Linked DNA regions of Mus musculus: region 2 is linked to region 1. The links are chromatin contacts, called in public targeted proximity ligation maps. All regions are on one chromosome and are shown on one strand. The core of a region is the stretch at or near the end of the contact, and the rest is flanking DNA. Distances in the headings are between cores, read along the strand shown.

Region 1 (3,593 bases), core at 342-2,841:
GTGGACTGGACATCAGGCTTAGTCAAAGGGTTCAGGGAATCTCTGCTGCCCCAGGACTTGGGCATATGGATTCCAAACACTCAACCATATCTAAGCCCAGGCTCTCTGCATCCCATGACTATGTGAAACTCTAACTCCATATGCTGTCATGGTGTGAGGCACAGGCCACCATCTAGTAGGGAGAGAAGATGTGACTGGCCCAAGTTAAGTGAGGTCCAGTACGAAATGGGAACCTTTAGAAGGATCAGAGGGATGGGTTGAAACAGTTGCAAGAAAGTTCTCCGCAGCTCTGTGGCTACCTACAAAAGTTTCACCATCTCAAGATCATATCAAATGTTTCCTAAGCCTTGCCTCTTCTGCTTACAAAGGAAAGTTAAAAACATGGCCGATGGGGTAAGCTTTGGGAAGACTGGCTATAGGAAAAATGACATTAAATGTTACATGCATCTTTTTATGCTGTGATTCATGACCAGATTTCAGGCTGCAGCTGCGGGATGATTGACACATTCACCAGCTCCTGCCTCCTTTACTGATGGACTTCAGCCCAGCCCTAACCCCTTCCTGGGTTCCTGATGACCAGCCCAGAGGACACAGTGCTGTGCATTGACCTCTTTGCCCATTCACTGTGAATTCACATCATGGGCAGTTATGTGAGTGCAGCCTTCTTCACTCCTTTGTTAGCCTTGAGCGAACAGGGCTCATGGGCTAGACACTGTGGGTGCCAGCATTAGGAAATCAAGGGTATCACTCAGGGTGAGAGCATGTAGCTGGGGGTGGATGTATGAAGCCCTGAGCTTAACCTCTGGTACCAGGAGGAAAAATTCATATTTCTTGGTTTAATTTTTAATGTTAAATGGTGATTTTCCTACATAAAAAAATGAACTCATGAGTATGTATACTAACATATATTTAATAATATAGCCAACATTTATTGATCATATACATAAAAATAAATCCTTATCTCAACTTTGTGTCAGATACAATTATCTCTTACTTGCAGATGAAGATGTTAAAGGTCAAAGCCTTGTATTCAGTGGAGAGCAGAACAGGGCTACATGACCCTACCTGGGCCAAGATTTCAGATTCTTATGCATTGCCTTAACCTGCCTCTGCCTTAAAAATAAATAAAACATAAAAAGTAAAGGTACTTCTTATTCTGTTCTCCAAACTAAACGTGTTTGCTGTCACGCTTTGTGCCCAGAGTTGCATCCCCAGACTCCACATGTGGAGGAAGAAAAGCCACAAGGCTTCCAGCCTACCATGGCATGCCAACATACAAACATGAACCCTACACCATATTCAACAATTAACTAGGCCCAAAGGTTGGAACCTATGAGTAATGTCTCAAGCCTGCCTGGCTCCTAGATGATCAGATACAGTCCTGGGTCTTTGAGCATAGAAGCTGCCCTGTCCGGGCTACAGTGAGTCAGACAGGGCAGAGTCCAGTGCCTAAGGATGAAGATTCCTGAGTGGATTCCAGGCCACAACTGAGGGATGAGTCAGATATTCACGAGCTCCTGCCTCCCTGCCTAGAGTTCTGATATCCCTCAGCCAGCCCCAACCCCTGCCTGGGTTCCTGATGACCAATGCAGGGCACAGTGTTGCACAGTGTTGTACAGTGATCCCTTTGACCATCGGCCACGAGCTCACACTGTGGGCAGTTAGGAGAATGCAGCCTCCTTCTTTGCTCCTCTGGCATTCTTCTTCCATATCTGCCCCTGCATGATGACACACTCTATTTTGACTGATGGAGGAAAGAAGACCCAGAAGTCTAATTCTAATCCCTTTGCTTTGTTAAGTCTTGCTCACAAAAGCCTCCCTCAATTTCAACAGAATTAGAAATTGCCCATTTTTGTTATGGAAGTACATAGGTCCACCCTGGGTTGTAGTGGAAGTTAATCTTTTTTCTGATTTCTAGTTCAGGGTATGACTTTTTCAGAAAGAGAGGGTGGGGGGAGGAAAGAGAGGAAAGAAGGGAGGGAGGGAAGGGAGGGAGGGAGGGAGGGAGGGAGGGAGGGAGGGAGGGAGGGAGGGAGGGAGGGAGAGACAAAGTGCCTATGGCCTATGTTGCTCAAGCTGAAGGTGAGTTCCTGGACTATGGTGAGCCTCCTGCCTCTGCCTCTGCAACATCTTCAGCTATAGGTGTAGCCACAATACCCCACTCAGGACTGCACCTTTCGATATGTGAAATTCCAAATTCCAGGGTAAGAAAACAGTTGCTATGACCCAGGAAAGAGTTAAGCAGACAGCAAGCATCCTTTCTGAGAAGGACAAATAGACTCCAGCAGAGCCAGAATTTCTCAAGCACACACACACACACACACACTGCGATCAAAATTTAATGTGGCAGGTGTGGGGGCTGGGAATGTAGCCCAGTAGTAGAGTGCCGGCTAGTAGGACAGAGTACTGGGTTCTAAGCCCACTGCTGTAAAACAAACAAACAAACGAGGGAATAAAGCAGTGGTTGTTACAGCTTAAAGCAGTGCTTTAACTGACAGCCTTTCTTCTCTCTGAGCCACACCCTCTCCGGTGCCCAATGGGCAAGCTGGAACGGAATAAAAATGCTCCAGGCATGCCATCTGCAAGCAAACAGGACATTGGAAGGGAAGCGAGGGGCCTTCGTCCTGTTTCATTCCCTTTAAGTAGGTGGAACGTTTTTTCTCTGGGCCGACTGTGACCAGCTTTGGGCCCCAGGTTGTTTTATCGCATTTTGGCAGAGCCTCAAGCAAATCCCTGTCCTTTTTTAATCCCTCCTGAGACTTGAAATTTTTCACTCAGAAAGTCAAGCTTGTGAATAGCTGCTAGTGAGATAAAAATGCGGTTAAGATTTTGACTCGATCCTGAGTTATAATAACTGTTATTCTATGAGAGTTCTTCGGAAGAAACAGTCACCGCGGCGGCTTACCCGGCAGTCTGAGCTTCCCACAGCAGGAGTTGCAGCGATGTTTTGCAATGAAGCTTCTAATTGCATCTTCCCCTAAATTGGCCGGTCCAAACACCATCCCTCTTGATCTAGAGGAAATATCAGAATATCAATTAGATCACAGCCGAGAAAAAGGAGTCCAACTAGGATTCTCTGAGATTGCGAACAGTATCCCTTAGTAACCTAGCCACTTAAAGGAGCCAACAAAGAACAGAGCACTTTGGGGAAGGAACAATGTTAGGTTTGCAAATTTAAAATTCAAATGCACTTAAATCTTTGTACCCAACTCCAAGACCTACTGTGAAACTCATTCCAACACTAATCTGATAGAAGAGTGAATTTTCGATGTGGTACATTAAAACAAAATACAGTGAAACCCTTTTTAATGCATATGGTGTGAGAGAATGGCATTCATTATCATACGCTCTACTAAAACACCCCAAAGGTAAAGGGTAGAATAACTTTGCTATAGCACACACCTTCTAAAACAGACGCCTGTGCACTGCTCTGCACCCAAATCCTCTTCTGAAAAATGACTCTTCCCCAAATCAAACACCTCACTAGACACCAGAGCACCTAGACTCCTGGCTTTTTAAAAGCCACTTTTTGACTCTACAAACTGTTTTAACCGGGTTCTTTGTGGAAAGCCAAGACAACTAATAGCCAAAAA
Region 2 (3,731 bases), core at 41-2,540, 360 kb before region 1:
CAGACCTATGAGATGCAAGTCTGTTTCAGAGATCCTGGCAACATTTATTCTACATTGTCTAGAGCAGAAAGCAACAGTAGCTGCACTCAGAACACCAGCATGTTATTTACTAGCCTGGGGTCTGATGAAATGAATTAAAGTATTCTTTGGGTTATCACTGGAAAATACAATAAGAAGTAAATGGTGGATTACTTCTCAGCAAATATCTTCTCTATGAATTCCCCTATACCCTCTTCTTCACCTGTTAGAGATAAATAAAATGAAGTCAGATTTGTAGAAATGGTAATAGATTTGGGCTTTTAGCTCTTGGTTAAGTTCAGCACTAGAATTTGAATTTGAAGTTACCCAGGCCAAAACTTGGTTTATGTGATGAAGCAGGTGATATTCTTAGTTGATAAAATGATTCAAATTAGTACTCTAGAGTGAGTATGTTGAATTTAATTTTTAGTTATTGTACAAGTGCGTGTGCCCTTAGTGATCAAACCAAAGTGCTTAATCATACATATGACCAAGCTGAGTTAAATGATCCAGTTCCTTGCTGAATTTCTCATCTAGGTAGAAGACTGATAAGAGTCTTAAGTTCCTCATTCAAAGCTGTCCTACACAATATATATATATGTATATATATGTATATATACATATGTATGTATATATATATATATATATATATATGTATATATATATATATATATATGAATCTGAACAGTAAGATACTTCTTTTTCACTGTAGGTTCTGGAAGCTTCCTCCACAATTGATGTCTTCTTTTATGCATTTGAGACAAATGAATATATTGTTCCAAAAAAAAAAAAAAGAGATTTGCTTACAAAAGATTTCCGTCAAGGACAAGAAGCCTACCATGAATGAAAATGTTCCATTGTCCCAATCCTATGGTAGTCTCTACTGAAATTATCTATGCTACGTTTCATTTCTTTTGCATAGGATATAAATTAAGATGCCGATTTCATACTTAAATTTTTGTATTAGAAACCTAAGTGTGTTGGTGAAGGGGTTCCATCTGCTACTAACTAGCTTGATGATTTTAAAGAAAGTATTTCATGGCTATGTGCCTTGGTTTCCTCCTCTACAAAATGAACTGTAGCTATATCCACCTGCCATCTGTGGAACGCAAGACCATCATTAATGTGAAAATGGCTTGTGGAATTAAATCATTTGGGTGGGACAATGATGGTGACGACACTGATGATGAATATACCAGGACTTTGTAGGTGCTGTGGTTGACTCAGTAGGATTGCCAATCTTAGGATCGAGCCATTTATTTCTCAGACACTGAGCTGCCTGTATCACTCCCTGAGTCATATTTGACTCACAGCTAGATTTTATATGTTGCTTCCTGGTTATTAGGGGCTAGAATCTGCCTTAACTACTAGATTTCTCTGATCACTGTTACAGCTTCCCATTGCCACCCCCACCCCTTATCCATCCAGTGTGAACTGGTCCTCTGTTGTAGCCTCTTGAAAGTCCATGAAGCCCAGACTGGATTTCCATGGATACAAGCAAACCTTTTGTCTTGCTCTGTTTACATTTCTCTTTGAGCAATCAACCTCAATTGACAGGATGCCTGCTAACGGCCTCCTCCCCCTCCTAACTCTTCCACAAAGGGTGCTGAGGTAAGAGATGACATAAAGACAGGATTTGGTTGCACAGAACTCTGGAATTGTGCTTTGTAAAGAGGCTGAGTCACCTATTTACATTTGTTGAAAGGACTGAAAGTACAAGCAAAAGTGCTGCCCATTTATGAGTCAGCTCTGCTCTCTCACTCGTGGGCATAAAAACTCTGGAAACAGGAATTGACCTGTGACGTGAAACAATGCGTGAGTAGAGAGTATTTTGTGTCATGAGTCTACCGATTCAGGGCAGAAAGAAAAATGATCAACCCTACCTCCTGAAAAGACACGTTTTCCATTTTCATCCCCTTCTAATTTTTATCCACGTGAAGTGCCTAGAGCTGTTAAATCAAATTCTTACTACTGTCAAGTGTCCAGCAGACTTGCTGGGAAGTCTGAATAACATCAGAATAAAGGCACTGGCTTTTGCTCAAGTCACTGTGGCTTCAGGTTTGAATTTAGGTAAATAATCAGGCTCTTTTCCTTTCATAAATAAATACTTGACTTCAGAAGTAGGAGTGAGTTGACAAAGTTATCTTTTCTCTGAAAACAATTTCCAAAATTCATATGTTGACAATTTGATTTCAGATCAGACATGAACACCTCTTCTACATCATGTGGACATAGGTTTGAGGCTGACAAGCTCCAGGGAGCTGAGCTGCCCTGGGGATTCTTGGTGTGGTGTTCTTCCATGTAATTTGAGGGACTGAACAATTTGTAAACCTTATCACTATAGACTACATTAATACCTCTGAAGTAAATTACACATTGAAAATATTTTTTCTGTTATATTTCTTCAAAGTTTACTAAAAATGCCTTTAGTTAGCACTTCTTAAATTTTATCCAAGAACTGCCCTTTAATTTCTTGATATATAGTCAATGTTTGGGGATTTTATTTTATTTTATTTTTTTGGTTTTTTGGGGGATTGCTTGTTTGCTTTTGGTTTGCCTTTCTTTTTTTTTCTTTGCAGTGGAAATAACCACCAGCTTCTAAAACAGAGAAAATTACATCCATCCCCCCTGTCTCTCACCTGCACTTTTGTTTCCTGCAATCAAAGATTCCTTACTTAAAAACCTATCAGCAATAAAATTCCTATTGACTAAAGTCTCTGCCATGATTTTTGTTCATGATTATCTTGCAAAGTTAGCCACACTACAGAACCAAATGCATGCATGTAGGAACTTACCTTGTGAACTTTGGCTCATGCCTGCATTGGTCCTCAGTTTGCTTACAGACACTTGCTTTGCGGCCTCTGATGGAATGACACCTCCTACCACTGCATCCTGGAACTTCAGTGTGCTTATCACAACCAGCACAGGTGACATGATGGAGTTGGCTAGTCTCTGGAGAAGATCTCAATAAGTAAGGAGTCTCAGGTTGTAATTATCCAGGAGGAGGAAGCTGTAGTTGCTAATGTTTGTATACAACTTCAAGTCTGGCCCATACGGGAAAATGCTTTGCCCATTTTCCCAGATTCTTAGCATCTCTTTTTTTCCATTTTTTATTAGGTATTTAGCTCATTTACATTTCCAATGCTATACCAAAAGTCCCCCATACCCACCCACCCCCACTCCCTACCCACCCACTCCCCCTTTTTGGCCCTGGCGTTCCCCTGTACTGGGGCATATAAAGTTTGCAAGTCCAATGGGCCTCTCTTTCCAGTGATGGCCGACTAGGCCATCTTTTGATACATATGCAGCTAGAGTCAAGAGCTCTGGGGTACTGGTTAGTTCATAATGTTGTTCTGCCTATAGGGTTGCAGATCCCTTTAGCTCCTTGGCTACTTTCTCTAGCTCCTCCATTGGGAGCCCTGTGATCCATCCATTAGCTGATTGTGAGCATCCACTTCTGTGTTTGCTAGGCCCCGGCATAGTCTCACAAGAGACAGCTACATCTGGGTCCTTTCGATAAAATCTTGCTAGTGTATGCAATGGTGTCAGCGTTTGGATGCTGATTATGGGGTGGATCCCTGGATAAAGAAGGACACATGCTCCACTATGTTCATAGCAGCCTTATTTATAATAGCCAGAAGCTGGAAAAACCCAGATGCCCCTCAACAGAGGAATGAATACAGAAAATGTGGTACATCTACACAATGGAGTAC

The links.
Region 2: a contact with region 1 is called in a targeted proximity ligation map of pancreatic cancer cells. A contact is called at or near these places in 1 of 484 Hi-C or Micro-C datasets (pancreatic cancer cells) and 1 of 130 datasets of targeted methods (pancreatic cancer cells).

The regions. Positions count from the first base shown.
Region 1 is chr19:18,888,354-18,891,946 of GRCm38.p6, reverse strand. It overlaps Trpm6 (transient receptor potential cation channel, subfamily M, member 6), which reads right to left. Exons shown (of 39, transcript NM_153417.2): 38 at 2,906-3,012. Among named protein-coding and RNA genes, the nearest start is that of Gm41814, 140 kb to the right of the region's middle.
Region 2 is chr19:19,244,895-19,248,625 of GRCm38.p6, reverse strand. It overlaps Gm50212 (a long non-coding RNA gene), which reads left to right. Exons shown (of 3, transcript XR_003952876.1): 2 at 2,851-2,945. Among named protein-coding and RNA genes, the nearest start is that of Gm25437, 29 kb to the left of the region's middle.